Regions from separate parts of the Strix aluco genome. Here region 2 is linked to region 1. Evidence: chromatin contacts called from public Hi-C data. All regions are on one chromosome and are shown on one strand. The core of a region is the stretch at or near the end of the contact, and the rest is flanking DNA. Distances in the headings are between cores, read along the strand shown.

Region 1 (5,978 bases), core at 1,998-4,497:
TGCCGCTGGCCCCAGCGGGGACCCAGAGAGGGGGAGCAGGGGGGACACAGCCACGTTTCTGTTCTCCCTTCAGTGAGCTCATATCTCCTTAACACACCCCCCCAGACCTTTCAGGAGATGCTGATACATCTGTTTCTGCACTCAAAAGTTTGCAAGCTGAAGGGAGGGGGGGGACATGCCTGAACCCCCTCTTCCTTTGCCTCTTCCTGCAAATTCCCTCATGCAGTAAATCCGCCCCCCCCCCCCCCCCCCCCCCCGGGGGCTCCCCTGTGCCACAGGGGTGACATGTTTGATTTCATCCTCACAACATAGCCTCATACCCAGGGAAGAAAATGGAGATATTTTCAAAGGCCATCCCAGAAGACGATGGAGTAACACACTCCTTACCATCCCGTCCTGCCTCACAGCCCTCTGGGGTCCTTTTTTGGGGGGCTGCAGAGCAGATGCCCAACATGGGCATCCTTAAACTACCCCCCCTTCAAAGAGGCACAGAGCTGGGATCAGATTTAAAAGGAGGGGAAAAGCCCAGCTCTGGACAGTTACGAGATGTTAACCAGTGGCACTGGTGGTTCACCCACCCACAGGGGTGCCGAAAAAGAAGCCAGTGCACGAGGCACGGGGCTCTCTGCAGCACCGGATCAATGGTCATCCTCTGTGCTGGAGTGGGTCTGAGGAGTTTGGCAGCACCTCAAGACCCAAGGGGGTGGGGGAGGTGATACAAGCACATACTGGGTCTGTGCCCTGGTCCACAGACCCTCTGTTGACAGTAGATGCGTGAAGCCCTTCCACACAGCTCCACACTGACATAAAGCTTTATTTTTAGCTCTGATATTAGCTTCTTGATGATTCCTAGAACTATCTAGCCCTCCCCACTGACACTGGCTTAGAGATGGGGTCCAGCCAACCCCAGGTGTGACCCAGTTCTGGGGGTCTGGTTTGCTCACGGTCTCTTGTTTGCAGCTATGGTTTGGTGCAAAACGCTGCCTCATTTTCCTCCCTTCCTGCACAACCTAGCAAGGATCCAGCAGTGTGCCTTTGGTCTGAGCACCCTAAATCACTCTGTCAGTCTTCAGCAGTACCATTGCAAAAGGGGCAGTTGAGGTTCCCTTGTGTGCTCCCTACTCACCCTCTAACCTTGCTCAGGAAATGCATCCACCCTCTTTTTCTTCCCTTTTTTCTTCTTTTATTGCTTTGATCCTTTATCTAAAAAAACAACATGACTTTAGAAGTTCAAGGTTACTGTACAGTCCAATCCTTGTGCGAGCCCAGAGTATGGGCAATCAAATGTGTCATGAAGGATTTATTCACAAGGCCAGGTCTTACAGTTCAGTCTTGCTCCGTAGGTGATCTCAGCCAGATGCTCTTTAAAGTCCTTTGGGGGAAGAGCTGCACCCCCAGCTAGATGGGAATGGGCAGGGAGAAGGGTTTTTCGGCCCTTGCGTTGAGGTTCTCCTGTACCAGCCGGCCACGGCACTGGGAACCAGTCCCTGACTTGTTTCATCTGCAAGGAGAGACGTTGCTGGTGTTCAGCAGTGTTGTGCAAGGCGGGATTTTATTGAGGGAAAAACGCTTAAGGCACCAGCCTGGCCCATCTGCATCCTCCTGATGGAGGGCTGAGGGGTGCTGCCCTGGGGACTAAGCATGCTCGGCCACTGAGGATCAGAGGAAATCTTCTAGGAGGGGTTAAAAAAAGGCATTTTGGAGAAGCACTGCTACCTGTTCCTCCAGGTTCAGCACAGGAGAACAAAGTTGCTCCCGGTCACTGGGGTTTCCTGTCTCCCTGGGTCCTGCCCATGTTTCCCCCACAGTCCCAGCTGGTTTGCCCTCTCCCCATTACTCCACTCGAGCCAGATTTTTCTGGGGCTGATTCTACCATCTTCACATCTTAGATAGCCATGACAAGTTAGAAGGGGGCTGCAGAGTCCTTATGCTCTTATCAGCATTGGATTAATTAAAAAAACTAATCAGGAAAAGAGAAAAGCTCAGTGTAAACCTCACGCTAGAGGGGTTTCCAAGTAGGTACGTCGGCGAAATAAAAACAGCAATTTGCAGCTAAATAAAAATAACAATTAAGCATTTGAAATACAAATATACCATTCAGAACAAGCGGATAAATATTCAGATGCATTCATTACGAGGTTGAGGCTGTCTCTCAAATAAACAGACAGGTACAAAATAGCAGCCTGAATACTCCAATTATGCCAAAATCACATTAGCACCGATGCTCCCGGTCCCAGGCAGCGGGAGGGGGCGAAGGGGAGATGGGGAGGAGGATGGCAGCAATGGGGAAAGCGTGTGTGGGAAGCGCGTTTTTTTAGAATCGGTCTTAAATTTTATGTCGACGGTGTTTAGATTCTCCTTCATGGAGGGCTTTAATTCCCAGGGATTCGAAGTTCTCCTGTGGCACCGGTGTTCGTCACGGCTCTTCTTTCTGACATGGGGTTGTCCTTCCTCCCAGGGGAAGACCCACCACACTCGTGTCGGCAGAGGGAAGCGGGATTTGGCCTCCTGCCTGCGGCCCTAAGCCCAGCCCGGGGGGTCGGGCCGCGGGGTGCGGCCCAGCCCGGCGCAGTCCCCAGCAGCGCACGGAAGACCGTGGATCAGTGAAAAGCAAAACACCGCCGAGCCCAAAACCTACAAAGCTTTTGGAGCTCAAATGCTGCAGCTGATTGAAAAAATAACACTTCCTTCCCCCCACCAACCCCCCCGCCGCTTCCCGGCGCTTCCCGGCCCCACGGCGGGGGGCACGCGCGGGGACGTGGCTCTGGGATAAGGGGACACCGCGCCGCGGTGCCCTGGGTGGGTGCCGGGGGGACAGAGCCCCCGCGGTGCGGCCAGGGGCGCGGGGGGTGTCCGGGGGGTGCGCCCCCACCCCACGGCGGCATCTACACTGCTGGGGGCGACGAGCGTCACCCGGAGGGGTGTCACCGGAGGAAAGGGGCGGGGGGGGCGGGCATGGCCCCCGCGCCACGCTCACCCCAGGGGCAGCGGCGCCTCCCCGCGGCAAGCGCGCGGCACTCCCGCGCAGGCGCAGCCCGGCCCGGAGGCGCGGGGTGGCGGCGCCGTGGGGTGAGGCGGGCGCTGCCGCGCGCCCCCTGCCGGCCCGCCGCCGCCGCCGCTGTGCCGAATCTGCGGCGGGGCGGGGCGGGCGCCGCCGGCCTGTCGGCGGCCGCTGCCCGTGCGGAAAGTGCGGCGGCGGGGCGCGGGCCGGCTTTACGCCGGGCGGGATTTCATCATGCGGGGTGGGAGGGGGGGGTAGGGCAGGGCGGAGCGCCGCGCCTCTCCATGCCGCTGCCGCCCCGTAGCGCCCTGCCTGCCCTGCTGCGCCGCCTGCGCCGCCTCGCCTGCTCGCCCGTCGCCCCGCTCCGCTCCCGGCCCGGCCTGGCCGCGACCCCCATGGACGGCCCGCAAGCCGAGGCGCTGCTCGCGCCCCTCCGGCAGGCGGTGCGGCACCAGGTAAGCGGCGGGGGGGGACACCCCGGCTGAGGGGAGTCCCGCTGAGGCGGGTGGCGCCCGAGGGGGGGACGCCCGCCGGGGAGGACTCGCCTGAGCGGGGGGTGGGTCCCGGCCAGGGGACGGGGGTCTCGCGGAGGGGGTCGGGTGCGTGGCAGAGCCGCCCGCCGCTCCGGGCCCGCGTCGGCCGGCCGGTGCCTCAGTTCGGGTCTGTGGGGAGGTGCCCCCCGTCCTCCCACCGAGCCCTGCCGGCTTGCGTGGGGTGTGCTGCGGGGAGCGCGCGGTGTTTCCCCCCGGGGCCCTGCGTGCGCCCCGCCACTTCCGCGCTCCGGGGCGCTGCGGAGCCCGGCGGGCTTCGGCGCTGAGCCCGCGGTGGGGGGGTCCCGGCGGGGTCTGCCCGGAGCGTCGGTTCCCCTTGGCGCAGCCGCCGAGCGCGGGGCCTGCGGGTGTCCCCTCTCGGTGGGTGTCGCTCAGCCCCGGAGGAGCGGGCTGGCGGGGAGTGCGCGGGTGTGGAGGTTTCCCGTAGACAGCCCTTTCTTTCCCTTCCCGGTAGCGATGGTGTGTGTTAGAGCGGGCTTGCAGAACAGGGTCTGTGCGTCAGGCTACCCGGCTTTCCTCTCCTGGGCTCGATGTGTCTTCTGTGTGCAAGCTGGGGCCGACTTTGTCGTGCTTTTAGGGCCCCGTAGCTGGCTCTTCACGTTTTCTTCATAAAACAGCCTGCATAGTTTCCTCATCTCATGGGGTCACATGGTGACTTCCCTTTAGAGCTGAGTTTGTGTCGGGTTTTGGAGGTAAACGATATCTTTACAGTTGCATATTTGCCTGATGCAGTAAGGGATATTAATTCCTTTGCACGTTCTCCATTTCATCATTCTTATTTGTCCAGGTATGTAGCTGTCTCCTGTTAGCTGGGACTGCATCGCCTTCTCTTTCCATCTCCCTCAGATGAAGCTATTATCCTTAGCTTCCTTATTACCTGAGAAGGATTTCGTTGCCTTTTTATTTCCTAAGTGAATCTTGATCTCGGGTACCCTTGCTGTGTACATTCATGGTGCTTCATCGCAGCACATGGGACTTCCCCTTCCTCCCTGCTTTAGCAGCCAGACCTATGCCTGTGGGTTCCCCACACACCTCCTTTAAGTGGTTGAATCCATAGCCTTCTGCTTAGCTGCACACATAGCTACGTGTGTGTCCCATGTATTCATAGATCTGTGCGTGTGTTTGCCCATTAAATGAGTGGATTTATGGCCCTCTAATTATACCAGCACTTCAATGAGTTTTTATTATGAATCACTGTACATCATAATACCTTGGCGAGAGAGGTTCTTATAAATAAGGTGATGATCCCTAAAACTAGCCAATTTATTTATTTTAAAATCCTGTATCTTGGGTGCTGTCATTTGCCTTTAAAGTATCAATGCACCCCTTCTTTCTGGCTGCCTGTGGGATTGAAAGAGGAGTGTGGGGCACCAAGGAGAGAGGTTTGTGGGTAAATTTGTGTAGCTGGGACCACGGATATTGTATTGGACAGCTGACAGTAGTAATTCGCTGTCATGTTTGCACAAGAGGAAAAGGAGGTAGTAACGAAGATTGCGGTAGTTGATACCTTATGATGCAGGGGACCCTGTGTATCAGCGCGTGGAGAGGCGGCTTAAGTAAACCTAAGGGGCTGTAAACCTACGGAGAGGAAAGTGAGCAGCGTATCTTCCTGCAGCAGTGCCTGATGCAATAAGCTGCCGTGATCCAGGGGTGGATCCCTCTCTGCTTTACTGGTCTGTGGGACAAAGCTGCAGCAAAATTTGCCACATCGAGTGCTGCTGTGCACTCCTCCTCTGGGTTGGGCTCAAGATCGTAGCTTTAATTAGATTGAGTCCTGTCAGCAAACATAATTATTTTCTTCGGTTGTGTTTGTTGTTTTTTTTTTTTTTTTTTTTTTTTCTCCTTGCGTATGTCTGAGTACTCTTTTACTTCTAGATCAGGACAAAGAGTTGCTGTGTGCTGCTTTTAGATGCTCAGCAGTGAGCAGGGTGATAGCTCTGTTGAGTCAGCAGTATAGCTGCTTTGCTGCTGCCTTGATGTTTTTCCACTGCCGACCCCCTAGCTCAACAAAGGCAATTTGGACTTACTACTTTAAAAGAAAAAAAACAACAGATCAGATCCCTCCCTCTGCCACGTTACCCAGGAATGGCAGTTGAGGTCCTTAGCCCTAAAGTGAAACTTTCATTTTGGTATAACAAAGAAAGGAAAGGTATAACAAAGGAAGGAAACAGCAGGTTTATTCTGTTCTTGTAGCTGACGTAGTTAGCAAGCCTGACAGGATCTGATTTTTCTTTCTTTGTGTGTGTTTGTTTTAATGCAGTCTTCCTCCTTTTATTAATAAAATTAGCCTTTGAACCCCTTAGTCTCTGAAGTACTTTTAGCTTTTCTAATCTGATTACTGAATGGCAATCTGTTTATTCTCTTCTCTTTGGTTTCTCAGTTACCTGTAATATTAATGTCAGAAAAGCTCAGAATTTATGAAGAAG
Region 2 (5,978 bases), core at 2,067-4,566, 150 kb before region 1:
TCACAGCTTCACTTATCCCAAAAGCTGATTTTTAATATATCCGAATTAGCAAGAAAACATCTGGGTATTTTTATTCGTAAAGCACATTATTTACCTAAAAACCTAACTGACCCACAACCAGAGAATGGCTCTGTTTCTTGCCAATCACACTCCCCTGCAGAAGAGAAATTGGGCATGAGCACAGACTGCACATCAAGCTCCTTTTAAAACAGAAATACATTTTAAAAAAATAAATCAAGCTACACGACGGACTCATGGCTGATTAAAAGCTTCAAAAAAATCTTGGAAAAAAATCAAACACTTGAAGGTATACACATGCATTATTTAGCAGTTGCTCAGCTACTGTAAAACTGCTTCGCTGCAGCTTAACAAGAAGAAAAAATTGGTTTTTTTCCACGGGAAACACCAACAGAAGGTCCCCAAAACCCTAAGAAAACCCTGACTCCCAGAGCCACTACATGCCACTTAGTACCCTGGAACATATTTCTGCAGACAAATGCTAAACTTGGAGGAAAAAGCAGGTTTTCATTAAACTGGACAGCCTTCGCTCACACAGTACTGTGCTGTTGTAATTCACTGTATTAAAAATTTCAGAAGATAGGCTCAGGTGATTCTTGTACTCTTTAAATAAAGAGTTAATTCATTATGCCTTAACATATTTGTTAGCCATTTTGTACCAATACATTCAGTTCAACTGGAATTAGCAGTGAAGACTCACTGGAAACACCAGCCTCCCACTAAGAACCTATCTGTATTCACCATCTCAGCTTCAGGCTCTCTCATAACTCACCGGACCTAAAGGCTTTGCTAAAACTGTTAAGAAATCTAACAGAAAATTGGGTGACGCGATATGCAACCACGCAAGGAAGGTTGGTTGCACGACGGGTTTTCACAAGCTCTGTACCTCAAGCAGTGGGAAAACCTGTAGTGGAAGAGGTAGGAGCAAGCAGCACTCTCCTCCCAGAGCCGAGGACGGACAGACCTGCAATTCTCTTTCTGCAAAAGTTGCTCTGGCGCGATTTGAGAGTCTCACCACAGAGCACATAGTCGATCCAAAGCATGCACTTTAACCACATTTTAAAAAAAATACAGAAAAAACATTAATCCAAGTCCTGTATTAAGATCATGCTGAAGTTTCCTCTTGTCTCAAACTCCAACTACCCTCCTTTCACTCTCCCCAGTCCACACTCGCTAACACGCAGCCTGAAAAGTCCCTGCTATGCAATTAAGACCATCGCGACTTTCTGCCAAAGACAAACCAATAGCAAGGACACAATGCACATTATGCAAGTTACTGCACAGTTATGCAAGTTATATGCATATTTTCGCTACACAGCGTAGCTCACTGTACCAAAGAGTCTGAAGACAATTATTTGATGTGGATGCTTACTCTTATTTTGAACTGTTGAATTTTCCTCTACTTGTCCCAACTGGCTTTTACACACTAAAATTTCAACCAGCTCCTAACAATATTAATGAAGCTCTTCCAGTATGTACAATTATATAGGCCATTAAGACCCCAACAACATCTGAGCACGGTATCACGTAAGTCTACTCCAACCCAGGTCTTAGGAGACATCATAGGCAGAGCAACAGCAACTTACTGTAGATACCCCATGCTCAACATTACCAAAACATAAGAAAACATCAGAAAACTTCAGAGACAAACAAGGCCTCATGGTGCAAGTATCGCTTCACAAGTGATGGGAGTGAGTTAGGTGAGCACTCCTATACTGAACAAAATAATTTTTCGTGCAAACACCCCCCACGTGATGTCTTGTTTTTTAACTCTACCTCCACACTTCTGCAGTCAGCACCAGTGAGATGACAGAGATTTCACGTATAGCCTCTCATTCGAAAGTAACAGGGAGCAACTTCTCCAATGATACAAGATGAGCCACACAAAAATGGAAGCTTTCTGGATACTAAAGGCATCAATTTTAGGGGGAGATACATCCATCTACCATTTTCTGAAGACCACTCAGAGGTCTGTTACCATACCTACTAGGCATCATCGCCACACACTTCATTTTTAATTTCTGTCCGTTCTCCCCTTTCTATCGGCACTGCCTGTACAAGGCATAAACTCGACATCCAAATAACTTCCAAAATCTGTAAGAATCACACACAACTCCCCCAGAACTTGAACCCTGCCACTTACCAGTACCTTTGTCATCGCCAGCTGCAAGGACACAACCACTTAGAGCCCAAGATCCCTCTGAGCTTCCAAAAGTAAACGAGGTTAAGGGCAATCGTCAACACCTAGACTTTTGAGGAGAAGCAGCTCCTCTGGCCAGGCTAGATTCGTCTTATTTTGGAGTAAAATGTAACAAGTGTGATGGCTTATGCACAGCAACAATTACTTATCTCCAGAGTATAATAGAGCCCGCTTTTAAAAGTAGCCCATGTTTCTTTCCGAGACGCACAAGTATGCTCCAACAACAAACCTGAAAGCTACAGATTCTTAAATGTCAGGCATGAAGAAATACAGAAAAGCAGAGAGTAATCAGGAAACCTTTCCTTGCAAAAAATTTGGAGAAAAAATTTTGAAAACTTTACAGCAGAGACTTCAAAACCTTCCAACACACACAGCACGGGCATCCCCTCCCTGAAGCAGGGTACTAACTGCAAAGTGACCACCTTACAAAGTTACCTCATCGACCCTCAAGAAGCAAGAGTATTTTATTTAAATAACTGCTGATTAAAGTCAATATTTAAATGCTGTAACAAGTTCTCAGCTGTATCCAGCAAGCAGTTTCAGAGACCTTCATGCAAATATTTTCATCCCACAAAAAAAAAACCCAAACCCAACAAGCCCTCCTCTATTCCCAGCAGCCTAGAGAGACGATTATACGGTCGCTGAAGAATGCAAGTTGTTACTACATGCATTTTTAAGCAGTGATTTCCAGAAAAAAAAAAACCAAACACAAACATGAAGAAAGAGAGAAGGCAGCTCACCTTTATCCTGAGTGCAGGACAGGATCTCCTCCTCTTTGGGGTTAGTCACCTGGGTGATAATGGACGGGTTGTCCATGGAAACAGAGTGAGATTCTACCTGGCTATTTCCCTCCCAGAGGCAGGCTTGTGTGCGGGGGGGATTTGTTTGTTTGTTTAAAAATCAATATGCAGATTTGTATTTAAAAAAGAAAGAAAAAAACCAACAAAAAACCACAACTCCTCCAGGAGCGAAGCCAAGCGGGGGGAGGGGGGGGAAGGGGGGAGCACGGCGCACAGGGGCCCCTCCGGTAGCGCTGCCACCGCCGCCTCCTCCAGGCGCCAATTCTCCACGGAGGCCGGGGGGGGGGGGGGGGGAGGGGGGGGGGGAAGGGGAGGGGGGGGGGGGGGGGAGGTGAATCAACCCCCCCCTTAAAAAAACCTAGTAATTAATCCAATTCACCCTTCCGGGAAGCCCTCCGCAACGTTCCCCCCGAGCCCCCGCCGGAGCCGCCGCCGCCTCCCGAGGCGGGGGAAGTGCCCCCGGCCCTCCGCGCCGCACCTCCCCCCGCGGCCAGCCCCCGCCTCACACCGCCCCCCGCATCCACCTGAGCCGCCCCGCGGGGCCTCCCCCGAGCGCGTCCCCCGGTACAGCCCCCCGCTCCCTACATACCCCCCCGCGCCGCCGCCGCCGCCGCCCTCCTCCTCAGCGCTTATCTCATCCCCGCGCCCCCCCCTCCCCGGCCCCGGCCCCCCCTCACACCTCCGCCCCGGCCCTCCCTCCCCCCCACCCCCCTTCCCGCGGGCAGCGCTGCGGGCTCAGCGGAGCGACGCCGGGCCGCCCCCTCCTCCCCCTCCTCCTCCTCCTCCTCCTCCTCCTCCCCCCTCCTCCTCCTCCTCCTCCTCCTCCTCCTCTTCTTCCTCCTCCTCCTCCCCCCTTTCCCGGGTCACGGGCCGCCGCCGTGCGCGGGCGCGGAGCGAAGCGCGGTGCAAGGGGAGGAAGGGAGGGGAAAGGGGCCGAGCCGCGCCGCGCGCCCCGGCCGCGCTCCCCGCGCTGCGCCACAGCCCGCCACCGCCGCCGCCGCGCTCGCAGCCTGTCAGCCCGCCCGGCGCGGCCCGCGCCCCGCCCCGCCCCGCCCCCGCGCCGCGGGACGCTCCAACATGGAGGCGGGGAGCGGGCAGCGCCCGGGCCCCGCTGCGCGGTAAACAAGAGGGCGGGGCCACGGGGGGCGGGTCCCCGGCGAGGGGCGTGGCCACACCGGGGGGCGTGGCGAGGCGCCTGCGGGGACGGCGCGCTGGGGGCGTCGGGGCGGGGCGCGGGGGGCGGCTATTGTTGTTGCGTACAAAAGGCTTTTTTTCCTCTCTGCCGCGAGGAGGGGGCGGCGCCGGGGGCGGGGCGGGGCTGCGGGGCGGGGCCAGCGCTCATTTGAAGGGGCCGTGGGAGCTGTGAGGCCTTCGGGAGGCGGGAAAGGGGTTTGTGCGCCGTTTCATCTCAGCCCCCCAGTTTGTACCGTGTCCTTGCTGGGCTGAGTGGGAGCTGGTTTCCTTCGGGAACAGGTCTAAATTGTCTGAGGAGGAGATGTGGGGAGTGAAATATTTTTACAAGTGGCTATGAGGTGTTTTTCAGAGGTGAGTGTGTAACTAGAAAGTACCAAGGGCAGTCTTGGCAGATTCTTTCAGAGAAAATACTTTTTATTTTTTTCCTAGAGCATCTTGAAAAGCATGTCTGACTCTCCAGGAATTCCCGGTGCTGCTGTTTGCTGGTGCATCAGGAGACAGACCGCAGTGTGTGTGCCTTGCTCCTCCTGCCCTTCTCAAGTGCTTGCTGTTGGCTAGGGTCATGGGCATGATGGTGGGGAAGGTAGGTGGGCGAGCTCACCCAGGATAATGGCTCTTTTATAGGGCTGTCAGAGTGTAAAATCAAGAGAAAACCTTTAAGAAAGCATGATGGTGTATTGAATGCAAATAAGGAATTACAGCCTCCTTTCTCTCCTAGAAAAAAAAAAATCTAATGTATATACAAGTGCTATTGCAACCTTGTTACAAAAAGGAGAGATCTCCTTTTAAATTCCATTAACTAATTGGGGAAAATCCTGCTGTAGCTGGCATAGACCCAGGCAATATAAATTTTAGTATTATTGGTTACAACAATCTTTTTTTTGCCTTAAAAGAGAAAGCCACTCCCTGTGTGTATTTTTAAAATACATATATAAAAATGTGTATATAGCTCTGAACAGTTTTACTTAACAGTAGCAAAACCACAGTATTTCAACTGCCAAGCTAGGTTGCAGAAATGACCGTTGTGTTTAATTCCAGTAACAGCAAGCAGCTGTTCTTGTTGCAGTGCTTTACCGTAGACTACAGGCCCAGCCTCGAGGAATTTCTAGTCTGTTGTAGTGCCACATCTTGTTTCTGGGGAAAATTGCTTAAAGCTCTGGGGCCTTTTTTCACTCTCAGTGAGTGTATTCCTACAGTCAACACATTAAACATGTTGCTGTGAGTCTTCAAATCGCTGCATTTGTTCAGCATAGAAAAAGTTGTTTAAAATCTGGCTGTGTTTTCTCTCACAAAACTAACACTCCCTAAACAGCAGTACATGTGGAGATACCAGTATTGCAGGTTTCTGGGACTTGTATTTTAGGTTTGCCCGTCCCGCTCTTACGACAAACACTTGCACAGGGAATGAGTGCAATGCCACTGCTTGCGTTGCATCCAATTGTGCAGGTTTCAACCTGCTGTTTAGCTTTGGCTTCTCAAAACAAGAGTCTTGCAGTTGCAAACAGTCCCTTACAGGTTAGATTGGGCACAGGTGAATAGGAGCTAGTACATGCTGGCTGATTGAATTAGTCCTGCTACCTATAAATGTTGAGAGCTCCTGCTCCCAAGCTATTATGAAGCTTTATCACAGCATTAGTTATGTTGTAATCCAGCAAGTGCTTGATCTTTTACCCGCCCAGGCACTGGAGGCATTTTTAATTATCTGAGGGTTAATTTGCATGGAAGCTTTTGCTGAAACAATAAATTCATATGTCTGTTATTATTTG

Evidence for each region. Hi-C and Micro-C count contacts between places; a contact is called where the count stands out from the background.
Region 2: a contact with region 1 is called in a Hi-C map of heart, with 5 times the contacts expected there. The contact joins the promoter of CTDSPL here to the promoter of GARS1 in region 1. A contact is called at or near these places in 2 of 2 Hi-C or Micro-C datasets (brain and heart).

What each region holds. Positions count from the first base shown.
Region 1 is chr1:108,589,083-108,595,060 of bStrAlu1.hap1, reverse strand. It overlaps GARS1 (glycyl-tRNA synthetase 1), which reads left to right and starts at 3,247. Exons shown (of 17, transcript XM_074830674.1): 1 at 3,247-3,456. The coding sequence starts at 3,286.
Region 2 is chr1:108,737,370-108,743,347 of bStrAlu1.hap1, reverse strand. It overlaps CTDSPL (CTD small phosphatase like), which reads right to left and starts at 3,316. Exons shown (of 7, transcript XM_074830705.1): 1 at 2,959-3,316. The coding sequence starts at 3,034.